Linked DNA regions of Sus scrofa: all the other regions are linked to region 1. A link is a contact called in public HiChIP or PLAC-seq data. All regions are on one chromosome and are shown on one strand. Each heading gives the region's core, a stretch centred on a gene start, on an enhancer-like site or on the middle of the called end of the contact. The rest is flanking DNA. Distances are from core to core; before and after follow the strand shown.

Evidence for each region. HiChIP or PLAC-seq counts read pairs in DNA pulled down with a chosen protein or histone mark.
Region 2: an H3K27ac HiChIP or PLAC-seq map of skeletal muscle shows a contact between it and region 1, with 7 times the contacts expected there. The contact joins two enhancer-like sites. A contact is called at or near these places in 1 of 47 Hi-C or Micro-C datasets (embryonic fibroblasts) and 1 of 2 datasets of contacts at active chromatin or transcription factors (skeletal muscle).
Region 3: an H3K27ac HiChIP or PLAC-seq map of skeletal muscle shows a contact between it and region 1, with 9 times the contacts expected there. The contact joins two enhancer-like sites. A contact is called at or near these places in 1 of 47 Hi-C or Micro-C datasets (heart right ventricle) and 1 of 2 datasets of contacts at active chromatin or transcription factors (skeletal muscle).
Region 4: an H3K27ac HiChIP or PLAC-seq map of skeletal muscle shows a contact between it and region 1, with 5 times the contacts expected there. The contact joins two enhancer-like sites. A contact is called at or near these places in 1 of 47 Hi-C or Micro-C datasets (fetal skeletal muscle) and 1 of 2 datasets of contacts at active chromatin or transcription factors (skeletal muscle).

The regions. Positions count from the first base shown.
Region 1 is chr1:208,099,516-208,102,585 of Sscrofa11.1, forward strand. No RefSeq gene overlaps it. Among named protein-coding and RNA genes, the nearest start is that of TRNAH-GUG, 41 kb to the left of the region's middle. Within about 2 kb of position 1,551, at least 12 of the 83 cell types and tissues checked have an H3K27ac peak or open chromatin away from gene starts, as enhancers often do. A contact at or near this core is called in fetal skeletal muscle and skeletal muscle, where this site is marked.
Region 2 is chr1:208,882,868-208,885,937 of Sscrofa11.1, forward strand. No RefSeq gene overlaps it. Among named protein-coding and RNA genes, the nearest start is that of MPDZ, 300 kb to the right of the region's middle. Within about 2 kb of position 1,649, at least 17 of the 83 cell types and tissues checked have an H3K27ac peak or open chromatin away from gene starts, as enhancers often do. A contact at or near this core is called in skeletal muscle, where this site is marked.
Region 3 is chr1:208,784,077-208,787,146 of Sscrofa11.1, forward strand. No RefSeq gene overlaps it. Among named protein-coding and RNA genes, the nearest start is that of MPDZ, 400 kb to the right of the region's middle. Within about 2 kb of position 1,650, at least 7 of the 83 cell types and tissues checked have an H3K27ac peak or open chromatin away from gene starts, as enhancers often do. A contact at or near this core is called in skeletal muscle, where this site is marked.
Region 4 is chr1:208,633,244-208,636,313 of Sscrofa11.1, forward strand. No RefSeq gene overlaps it. Among named protein-coding and RNA genes, the nearest start is that of NFIB, 450 kb to the left of the region's middle. Within about 2 kb of position 1,553, at least 6 of the 83 cell types and tissues checked have an H3K27ac peak or open chromatin away from gene starts, as enhancers often do. A contact at or near this core is called in fetal skeletal muscle and skeletal muscle, where this site is marked.

The DNA.
Region 1 (3,070 bases), core at 301-2,800:
CATGAGAATGACGGAATAGCACCATCCCTTTAATATCTGTCATTTTTCTGTTTTTTCTTGGGTGCTCTCAAGGACAGTGACTGTTGTATCTTCTTTGCACCCTTCTGAATGAAATCTTATTTTCCTCCTTATTAATATACCTTAATTAATAGAAATGCATGTGTCTAGCTACTTCGGCAGAACACTTCAGTTGGATAACAATTTTACATGATTTTGCTAGCTATCTTGTTATTTTCCCCTTACACTGAAAGAGAATATTGGTATTAAGGTATAATCATTACTTCATATAGTCTTGAATAGGTATTTAATGGTTTTCCTAAATTGGTTCTGAGTCTCTTCTTAGTCTCAGGTGAGATAAAGACTTGTAAAGATTTTCTCAAATCTTGAAAAAAAAAAAGTTTTTTACTCTCTACCCATTTTTCATATTACAAAGAAAAATACCACACTGGCTATTTTTAAATCTGTTGGAAATGAGAAATATGGATTGTTTTCTCCAAAACTAGCACTGACTTATTATCTTTACTACCCAAATTTCCCATTGCCGTCACTGAACATTTGCACAAAGCAATTCAAGAAGAATTTATCTAATAGCAAGAATAGTGTTATCTTTGCATATTTACCTAAGCCTCTGTTGTTTACCCACTCTTTGGGTTTTTTTCAGCGATTCTATGAGAAACAGCCATTATGTAATACTGCAGAAACAACATGCAGTGGAACAGGGCAGTAGAAATCTTATTAAAGTTCACTTTGAGTAGGCAGTGGGTTTTTCTGGTTTGTTTTGCCTTTCCACTGTTACCCATCTAATACCCATGCACCTTCTATTTAAAGAGGAAGAGAGACAGAAAGAACAAGACAGGCAGACACTGAGAGAGAACTGGACACACAGAGTTTACTATAAAGAAATGATGTCCACTCCTTTTCCCAGAAACGAGAAGAGATTCCTTAGCATCTCTGAGTCTACCTAGTTTTTGGAAACAAAATTATATTCACTTCTTGTTAAAGTTATGGCTTGCAGGCTAGAACAATGGCCTTCCCAAATCCGTCTGTATCCCCACACTCTTGAGGGGCACTTCGTTTTCAATGTCATTAACAGCTCAACAGACCACAGGAACCTCACATTCTGCTATGGAGCATGATACTCCGTCACAGGCAGGCTCCCGTGACAATGACATTTTCTCTGAGAGTTCTGTACAGCTGTGTCACTGTTAACTTTTAATGAACATCCTTCATTCCTACGAATAGTTTCAGTGAAATGAAACGGATGTGCAGTTTCTGCTTTCATCTCTACTTTATGTGGGACTATATACGATAATTCTGCGTGTCAAAGGGGTTTGCGACATTAATTTAGGGCATTTTGAATCTAAAACCTAAGTTTTCCCACAGTTAAACACAAATGTAAGATAAGGTTTTTGTTTTTTGTTTTTTGTTTTTTTTTTTTTTTTTTGAAAGCCCCGGCTCTAAAATATCTTAGAACCTCGAATATACGGCAAAATAAAAGAGACTCACTCCCTACATGAATTTGGGCCCCACTGTTCATTTCAGGGGATTGCTGACTCAATGGAGCTCTCCCATGGCAGGCGTGCCAACAGCTCCTGAGAGGATGAGAGCACAGAGGCACCACCGTGTTATTTCGGAGCATTATTCTTTCTTGGTTTCCACAATAGCTGGGATCTGATAATTTAGCATTAAGCCTCTTTTCAACTATATGGAACTGTAATAAGGTGATTTAGCCAATGGGCTTTTCCATTGTCCTAAAGATTCTGTGATCAATTACACAGTAATAGGGAAAAAGAAAAAAAATAAGGGGTGGGGGGAAATGGGAGAAAAAAAGTAAACCAACCCATTATTCAAAACATTCAAAGCTGCTTTGAGAGAGTTGTTATTTATTGGCATTTTTTATGAATGAATATAGATATAGGAATCAACTGCAAAAGCCTCTGGGTACGTTCACATAATGAAAGCCCAATTAATATCCAAAAGCACAGTGCACCGCCGGCAAACGGGAGCTACAAGGACAATCAGTGGCTTCCGCAGCCAACGCTGACAGCTGCAGCGCCTGATAGAAAACAGCTTCAAAGGCCCGATCCCCACCCCGCCCCCACCCAGCCTCCACTCAACACTCGCATCGCATCTCGCCCTGGAGGAGAGGAGGCCAGGCCTGCAGGAACAGATGGGATACCAGAGGCAACCCATGGCTCTCCGTGATGTCACCAAAGGAGGCATTTGGGGAGGCTGTTTGGGTGGCAAAAATATGTCAAAGGAATATGGGAGGGGTTGGGGGCAGGACGAGGGAGAATGTTTTAGGTGAAATCAGCCAAGACCTAGGTTGGAGGATGGACTGCCGCTTGGTGGAAGAGGTCACGCTGGGTCCGGGCTCCGGCCGGCTTACATTTCATTTTTATTTTGGTGTGGATTAAGGGAGCTTTGCATTCATTGGGCTCACAAGAAAAGCATGTGGCACCGTGTCCGGTAGGCCGATTTGCTTTGGATTCACCCTGTATGCCAAGCCCGTGCCAGCCTGGGAGAGATGGTATCCCCCCACACTCTCTCCTGGCCCTTACTCCCCTTCTCCTACTACCTTTTTCAAACAGGATCCAAGCTTCCTTTTTCAAAGACGTGCCCTCTCCTGATCTTTTACTTTGTATTTCTTTTATGCCCCAGAATATTTATCAATCTCTGACTATTTCAAAAAACTGGGTTCTAAAATCAGAACTGCCGTGCGGGAATTCTGTTCTGGGTAGAAGGGAGCAGGGGCTCTAATGACACTAAAGGCTACCCATGGGGGTCTGTCTTACAGAATGGACTGATATCTGGTCACCCAGAAGTCTGAGGCAACCACTCAAAACCAGTCAATCTGAGCAGAAAAGTAAAGTTTGATTAAATAGATCATGGAAGAGAAGGAAGAGATCTGCATAAAATTTTCAATTCGTGCAGGGGTTGAGGGGGGCAGAGGGGATAGTAAGGGGGAAAATGTTCTCCTTTTCTTTGTAACAAATATGACAATAGATATTCATATTCTTCCTGACCTTTAGAGTTTACAAAGATCTCTCCTTTGATCTTCGGGTAAATT
Region 2 (3,070 bases), core at 399-2,898, 780 kb after region 1:
CCTAAGCCCCCATACATATTATCTGCATTACTCACTCTAACGAATTCAGAACAGGACCCTCTCCTGAAAAGTCAGGATGGCAGTATGCTTTGTATCAGTAAAATTGGTTAGTTCTTAAATTAGTGACATCAGTGGAGTCAGACATCAGAGGTCTAGTACATGGGTAGGCCTGTTAACTTTTCTCCTCTCGTCAAGACTGGGTCTCTGACCTCAGCCAGTTGGCCTCCATATAAAATGTGCTCTTAAGAGATTAGATGACAACCCTGGATGGCTTTGTGAAATCCATCAAAACTACACAGAAAAAGGTACCTAAGGTGAAAGTTCTGCTATTGTTGTTCAGTGCCATCAACTTTGCACTGAGAAAGACAGGGTTATATAAAACCTTGAAGTTAAGTCTATCCCTAAGGAACTCTATGGTCTGAGCACAAAGCTCTGTTGATGATATGGCCTTAGTACAACAGTTTGGCAAATAAGGATATTTTAGTTTTAGCATAAGATTAAAGGGTTTAAAAGTTTTAGTACAAGATTAAAGAGTTTAAAAGGTCCATATGAGGTGTCTTGGAATCCAAATGAGGCAAAGAAGAAACGAAAATTTTCTTTTTATAGAGATAAAAAATTAATTGGTAATTGCTTGAAAAGTACACTTGTTTTAAAAATGTAAAAAACAAAAACAAAAACAAAAAAGAAAGGCTTACCTAATATTACATGAGAATGTAACTGACACTATATAATACATAATATTTCTTCTAAAACTTTTTAAAATGTTATACTCGATTGTAAGAATCTCTATACAAAAATGATGGAAGCAAGGTAGCTTAATATTGTAAACACTTTGCAACTTTTATAACTTGAACATATTTTAGCTTGAAATAACTACTTTGAAAAGGACTCAGTTGAAATAATGGTACACCTTGAAGGAATCCATGGACATAGGTTGAGAACCAGCCTCTTTCCTTCTTGAATTTAGTAAGTGATATTGATTTAAATTCAGCCATTGGCCATGTACAGCCTCTAATGACATCTTTGCATCTGTTGTAATCTAGTGGTCCAACAAGCTATGACTTTCAAATACTTTACCCAAACTGCTATTCCATTGGAGCATCTCTTTTTAAATTAAAAGTAAAAGATTTCAATGAAAATGAAGAATGGATTTCTGTGTGTCTACACAATGTTAAAAATAAAAAGGAAAAGGATTTAAGCACAGAAAACCCCAGGCACAATTCATCAGAGGACAGTTTTTTGCCAAGTGCATGAGAACTGAATGCTTTTCTCTGCTATATCTAAAGTTTCAGACATTGCACTTTTCATCCCCACCTTAACTTTAAAAAATTTTTTTTTCTTTTAAACAACCTCCTCCATACTGACCCCTTAAATAGTGTAAACAGCCTGCCTCAGACGGTACAAAAGCATAGTAATGCTGGGTTAAAGTTGGCACTTCATCCTTAACTCCCTCCACGGAGCCCCTCTAACCTCCTTTAACTTTGAATCTCCTGGCTTTTGTCACTTTAAACCAGATCCTTCACGTTCTTGGGATGTGAGCCCCGCCCCCCACCTTTTCGGGTAAGGGGGAGGGTAATGAATTTAATGTTATTTTTAACTGAACTATCTAGTTAACCTTGGGGGACATCCCTAGAGCTGAAACCTATTCAAGTCATAATAGCTCAGCAACTCGCTCCCGGCAGACAGCTCTGCAGAGTCAGTCTGGAAAAGCTCTTTAAAAGCACAGTCTGCCTGGCCCTTTTCTTTTGGTTTCTGTGGAATTTTTCTTAGTAACATTTTTTAGCTGAGGGGGTTACCAACAATTGTAAACTAAGGACCAGGAGGAGAGGGTCGTGGGAGGGCCATTTGCTGTGCTCCTGGAAACAAAGCCCCCCAGTTTGGAGCAAAGGAGCACACGGTGGTTCTGGAGTTGATGCGGACTGAGATTTTAAAATACAATGAAAAGTAGTGCCTCTTTGTTGATTATACTCACCTAGGCAGTCACTGACTTTTAAATTAAACTATAAGAATACAATTTAAAGAAAGGTGCGCTGAACTACCTTCCAAAGGCCTTCATGCTCACAGAGGGCAGGGCAGTCTGTGATAAGCAGCCTCCTAGGATTCTAGTAAGTTGCTGCGACAGTCTTTCAAGTGGAGGTTGATTCTGAGCCTGAAGAGATCTAGCTAGAATCTGGTGCTGCTTTGGCCTTTAGGAGGGAGGTAGAATTGTTCTTGCCCCTCCATAGTGCACAAGCTCGAAAGGGCAAAACAACAAAGCCAACTTTCCAGCCGTGTGTGTGTGCGTGTGTGTGTGTGTGTGTGTGTGGTGTGTGTGTGTGTGTGTGTGTGTGTGTGTGTACAAGCAGCAGAAAGTATGTAGTCCAGACCCGATTCAAAAAGACTTGTCAAATGAAAGAGAAGTGCACAAACATGTCTGTACTTTGTCCTCTGAATTTTAAAAGCATCTAATGTTACAGAGCTCATGTGAACCTTATTTAAAGCACAGCCATCCACAAAGTATTCCCTTTATGGTTTTAGTGGCTGTCTTCTTTCCTTGCTGTTCAGGACTATGATTATTTTATAAGCCCTTTTGTAGCTGAGTTTATTTGACTTAACCTTTTAAATGTAGCTTTGTTTCTGACAATACAGGAAGTATAATGCCAAAGGAAACCTCTGCATGAGGGGCTGATATAGGAGGCAGGCACATGAAATAAGAAGTCTTGGGCAGACAGTCAACTTATTTGGTAGTTTCTCAATTTTTCCAGTGTGACTATCTATAAAGCTGAATGCCAAGTTTTGATTCCTCGGTTTTATGAGGTTGCAGAGGTAGAAAACTAATCCTTGGCTAGGTGTTCTTTTTTTTTTTTTTCTGATGAAAAATGCAGGCATGAAAAACAAGGTGCAGCATCCGTTTTCAATTAAAAAAATAAAAATTTAAAACCTCTCCCTCTGGGCCTGGTGCTGAGCCAGGTGAGGGAATGGAATGGGTGTGGTCACTGAGAAAGTAATAAGATGAAAATACCCTTTCTGCTCCAAGTAACTTTATATGCTTTCCCCCTGCCCCTGCTTCCAATAAAGGAAGTTACACTGT
Region 3 (3,070 bases), core at 400-2,899, 680 kb after region 1:
CAGCCTTTAGAATCTTCCCCCTAGTAAATCATCACTTGTATATTTGCATGCTATTTTGCATATATTTGTATAATGAGCTACATTATTTCTACAAAATCATCTAAAATTTCTAACTCCAGGGAGGTAAAACAATTAATGAGGCAATTGTGTTCAATTTTATCATTTGATCGGAGCCAAAGAAAAACATGGTGCAACCAGGAGAACTATGAAATACTGAACCAATTCTCTTGTCTTGGTTTTTCCTTACTCCTTCTACAGATACCTATTAATGGGATTGTATTAAAAAGTCTTTCAGATGAACAATAGTTCAGGTCGGTTTCTATATGTGCCTGTATACTCTCTTTTATTTATTTATGTGGCAACTCTATTGTCTTCAGCTCTTAATTTTATTACCTATAAATTAATTGTATTCATTTTTGATACTTCTCTCCATCATAAAGAAACTTGGGTCCCAGCTTTAATACTTATTACAAATATAACATTGAAAAATAAGTTAAATTCCTGAGCTTCCATTTCCTGACCTGTAAGTGGGGGATAATGCCTCATGGTCTTCTTATAAAGATTAAATATAAAATAGGAAGGAAAATATCTGACAAGAAGTAGGTGGTCAAAAATTGCTCATTTTCTTTCCTTCTTACCCCTTATTGCACCTTATTCTGCCTTGTGAATTAAAAGCATCTACTTTTTATCTAAGCCATACCTCTATGATTTCAAAACATCTGGCTAAAGAGTGAAAATGAATGCAATTATCCAGGTGTTTGGCCTGTAAGATGACAGATATCAAACACTTAGTACCATCTGGGTGATTGGCATATTTTTTTTCACCTTCGTCCAGATGTATGTGGATATTGCCTTGGTCAAAGGCAAAAAAAAAAAAAATCACAGGGACTTTTCTTAAATCTTAATAACTTATTTTTTCAATATTATTATTGGGGTATCTTTTATTCCCTTTGATATATGCTTTGTTCAATCTACCTTTGGCAATAAAACCATTATTTAATTTTATCACTTGAAATATAGGAATTAAAAAAAAAAGGAGTAAATGATTGTATAGATTTCAAACCCCATGTTTCTACTCAAAAGTATTAAGGACAAGAAAAACTAAGTAATGTTTCCAAGTTATAGAGTTAGAGAGTAGAGCAGAAAAAATGAAGTCTCTTGACCTTAACCTGTAGACTTCACCTATTTTCTGTCTTCTTTCATCCACGTCATGTGTAGTTTTAGCCAATGCATACAGAACTGTATTTACCCAATTTGTATACACTCACAAGCATGCATAAGTAGCAACTTTTCTTCCTGACAGTCATGTTAGTCTGACATTATCTTTTCCCAAATAATTTTTCAAACTTTTGTTAGCAAGCCAGAGAGAACAAGCCAGGCTCCAATGCACTCACTCACACATGCATCCAGTAACTAAGATCCAACATCTGCCATCCAGGGCATTGCTTAAATAGATGTCATATTGAAATCTGGTATCCTGTGAGCAGCTGATGCAATTTTCCTCAGTCACAGGGATGAAGCTTGGATAACATTTCTGGCTCTGAGAAATCCCCAAGTCACAAAGAAATGATTCCATTGACCTAGCGGCTTTTCACTCCCAATACAACATGTTCTTGAGCAGCTTCCCAAGGGAGAAAATAATGTGAGAGTTTTTTAAGAGTGCCGAAAGATTCCCCTCTAATCATCCTGTGTGGATTTCACTAGCATTCCAAGTGAGTCCAGACAATCCCAAGAAAACTTTAGGGATTCAATCCCAAGAAAACTTTAGGAACTCAGTGAGATTAAAAAAATTTTTTTTTTCTGCCTGAAGACACAAATAATAAGCAGCTTCAGATAATAACATCGTTATTTGGACATGAATACTACTTATCAACTGCCATTCCTGTCACAAAACAACTAAACACCTCAAAGAAGTCCTCCTTGATAAACAAATAGTTATGCTTTTTTCCCCCTTTTATTTTAAGGCAGGAAGTCAGAAGACTGCCATATTTGGGGATTACTTAAAATCTTCTGTTCTGCTTAATTCATGCCTAAGAGCAGAAGTGGGTTTCTTTAGGGAAGGGAGAGCATTTCTGATGAGTGGATTTGTCCATGATATGACCAGCTGCAAAATAGTCTGGAATATAGAGGTCATAACAGCCAAAGGTTACAGGGGGTGACTGTGTTCTAGCTATTGGTGAGATCCTCAGCTACCGAGATAGGACCAACAGCCTGTCCAGCAGCCTGAGCTTAACTTGAAAGCACTCTATACTTACACTGAAATTAATGGTGTGCTGAAGCCAGACTATAGCAGCTTGCAAGAGCAAGCTGTTAAATGTTGTGAACCCATTGATGTTACTTTAATAGGTTAAAACTGACCACAGTGTGAGTATTTACATCATGGAAATTGGCATGTGCTACTAATCACAGCTTTTGCTTCTCAGAGAGCTGGTTATTAAATATTTATCTACACATCATAGAGACAAACAAACATGACTTAAATTCCTACCTCTGCCAATTATGGCATAGAAATTTAAAGAAGCAAAAACCCTCCAACTTTGATGTCTTAATATGTAAATTAGAAATAGTAATCATATATCATGATATTGTGAGAATTAAATCAGACATTGTGCTTAGCCAGATGTAGTGGTCACCAGATATATTATTTTTTCAATAAATATTAACAGGGCACATATTTTATACTAGGAAATATGCCTAGTGCTAGAAGAACAAGAATAAATGGACAGATTGGCAAACACCTTGAATAGATGCAGAACTCAGATTAAATGTTACTAACAGTATACTTTGGGAAGTGAAAATGGTCAAGGATGTAATAGAGATGAGGAGCCATCATTGTTAATATTCCTTTAGAAGAGGAACTAGTTCTCCATAGAGGTTGAGGAACATTTTTCCAGCCATTGCTAGACATGGTAAATAATGGATATTTTCAGATTTGAAAATGTAGAGAATCAACACTCCTGAGAATATGTGGAAAGCATAGCAATACTTTAGAGTTGATAGAATATCTAGTTTATAGGTTATTATTACAGCATGGTTCTCTATCTTATAATCCAATGTCCACTGTCATTCT
Region 4 (3,070 bases), core at 303-2,802, 530 kb after region 1:
GTGGGCCAGGGAAGGGGTCAAACACTGAGGGAGATAAGAGTCCCCAGAAATAAATGCCATAGTACAACAATCCCATGGCTGTGGTTCCTGGTGCGGTTGACTCTGTCCTCTATTCTCCTTCTTTGCCCCAGGAAATCCTGTTTAACTCTTAAGCCCTGACTAAGACCTGGCTGCTGCTAAGGAATGGCCTTCCCCATGTGACTAGGGTAAAAACACCTAACAAGAAAGCTTTTGTGTGTACTCAGAAACTAGTCTTTGGGTGTTAGACATCAACATCCATAAGAAGAATTAAAAGTAAAATTTGAAGGACAAACTGCCTGCATATGTATGCTATGCAACTATTTTTTCCAAGAAACAGTTTTTAGGAGGAAGAACTTTGCTTTTTTTCTGGGCAGAGCTGAGTTCCAGTCTAGTCTCTACCATATTCTAAGAAGCTGACCTTAGTCACATTACGTAACCTCTGAACTTCCCAACTGTCACCTAGGGATAAAGACATTTTTTGAGGTGTTAGAAAGTCTCAACTGAAACAGCATATGCAGAGCATACTGTCCAGGACCAGCATCATGGTTTATACTCAAGGAACATAGGTGATTTTTCCTGTTCTTTCTCTCTCTTTTTTTTAGGGCCACACCTAAGGCATATGGAAGTTCTGAGGCTAGAGGTCAAATTGGAACTGTAGCTGCCTACCTGCCACCATGTCTGTGACCTATACCACAGCTCATGGCATCACCACTGAGCAGGGCCAGGGATTGAACCTGCATCCTCATGGATACTAGTCAGGTTCATTTCTGCTGAGCCACAATGGGAACTTCTCCCTATTCTCTTTATAAAATCAGTATAATCAGAAAACAATATACGTATATCTCCTATATTTATTTTTTCACATGGACCCTGTGGTTTTACTGATATATATCTCTTTGTTTTTTACATGGCAATTAAATGGTTTATTACCGTTCAGCTTAGTGTGGTAAAAACATGCTATGACTTTATTTTTCATAAATCACTACCCATTGTGCTATATCCAGTCTTCTGCAGTGGACAGGTGACTGAATCGCATCATAGGCAGATTTCAAAATCTCTCCAACATGTATATGCATATATATGTGTATATGTGTGTGTGTATGTATATATCCCCAAAGGTAAACAGTTAGATTTGCAATGTAAATCGGAAATACTGGGAGCAATGGGAAAACTGCCTAAATTCCTACCAAATTAGAAATAAAAATTTAGCCCCCTCCAGGAATTCAGAAATGAAATGAAACCAATCAAGGGCAGAAGAACACACTAACCATGCATATGCCGATATTTTTCTAGATGAGTCTAAATCAGTACTTCCTTGACAGAGACCTTTTGAAGACTGTGTTGCCTTAAGCATGTCAGTGCCTTAGTAATTTTCGAGGATTATGCCTCACCAAAATTTTGTCAAAAGGTCTCGGTCTTTCTCCCAAGTCTGTCCTGCAAATCTCCTTTTTTTCTTCCTCTTACTTCCTCCCAAATCCTCAGTGACTCCGACAGCTGCAAGGCCTTCCTCCTACTCCCCCGTTCAACGTGGACGGCGTTGCCATTGGAGACCTCCCCCGCTCCCTGAAGCCGGCTCTGTCCAAGAGCTTAGGTGGTGGACTTAAAGTAGCAGAAAGTAGTCAATAATTAGGAAAACAGATTTGCAGCCAAACTGAGCAACTGGAGCTTGGAATTTCATATCTGAGATATTGGTTTCCCTAATTAATTAGCACAAAAGTAATGGTCTGTGGGGGAACATAGCTTTATAAACTTTTGGCTGGGCCCTTTAGAACTACACAATGTACACAGGAAAATGTTAATAGTTGAGGGGAAAAGCATTTTAACAAAGTTTTATAGTATGTGGTTGAGGGTCCTCAGGGCAAACATATGCATTACACATCTAACCCCACACTGAGAGAATAATCCCTAGTGTTGGTTCCTCTGTTAGTCCTATTAAAAATTCCCCCAAACGTAAAGGCTGCCAATTTCAGACTGAGAATAAATGGCTCGTGGTTCCTTCTGAAACAGCATCCAAGAATCATGCTCTCAGGGCTGCACACAGCCATCCCTGGGGAGGAAAGTCTCTGATTTCGGGGGTGCCTGACTCCAACCCTCTTTATTTCAGGCAGGGCCTCCTCAGGTCACTTTCCATCAGAGATGGTAAGAGTGGGAATCTGGCATCAAAGGAGGTCAGCCCCTGTGTTTGCCTTTTGTATAATGCAGTCAGAGCGTGGTTGGGAACATTGAAAGGCTCGGCATACTGTAGGGTGTCACTTCTCATAGAATTTAACACTGACTTAACAGTGAGAGGGGAGCCCTCAGCCAGCCCACAACACTGGCCGCTTTTGCAGATGACTTAATGCAGTGTTAGTGGTGGTAGGATTCAAGTGAATGGATTCTCTCGCCTTAAATATTAAATTGTTCAATTCTCATGTGAAGCATTATCATGTGATGGCGTGAAGGGTGAAGATGTGAGAGAAGAAGTCATGGAAACATTTAGAATTGGTTCAAAACAAATTCATCGTTCATTGTTAACAAAAAACAACCACTTTATTCTGAGGTTAGAAAACTAGGGTTGGAATCTAAGCTGTCAGCAATGTGATCTTGGATAAATTCTTTAGCTTTCCTGGGCCTCAACTTTCCCGTCTGTAAAATGGAACCTAGCAGTCCTGGTCCAGACCACATGCAAGTGAGGATCAAATGGGGTAAATGCTGAATGATGGTTGAATCCCACAGGCCTCAGTACTCACCCACAGTCCCATGGGACCTCTGGTTTTTTGGTTGGTATGAGTTGTGCCCATTATCAGGAGTTTCTGCCTACCCTGTGCCTTCAATAGATTTTAATAATTGTGCACCATGGAGTTCCAGGAATTACATGGTGTGGGAGATGGTGAAACCAAGAGAACTAAGCTTTGGTGCTTACTTCCTAATAATTCTTTACCTCTTTACACAAGCTTGTCGCCCAAGGGTTGACCCATTACAGCAGTCTAATATCTTACGAATGCATTAATCCTCCATTCCTGGGGACCTTGGTCTTTCAAGCACTTCTAGGCAGACTGGTTACTCCTCC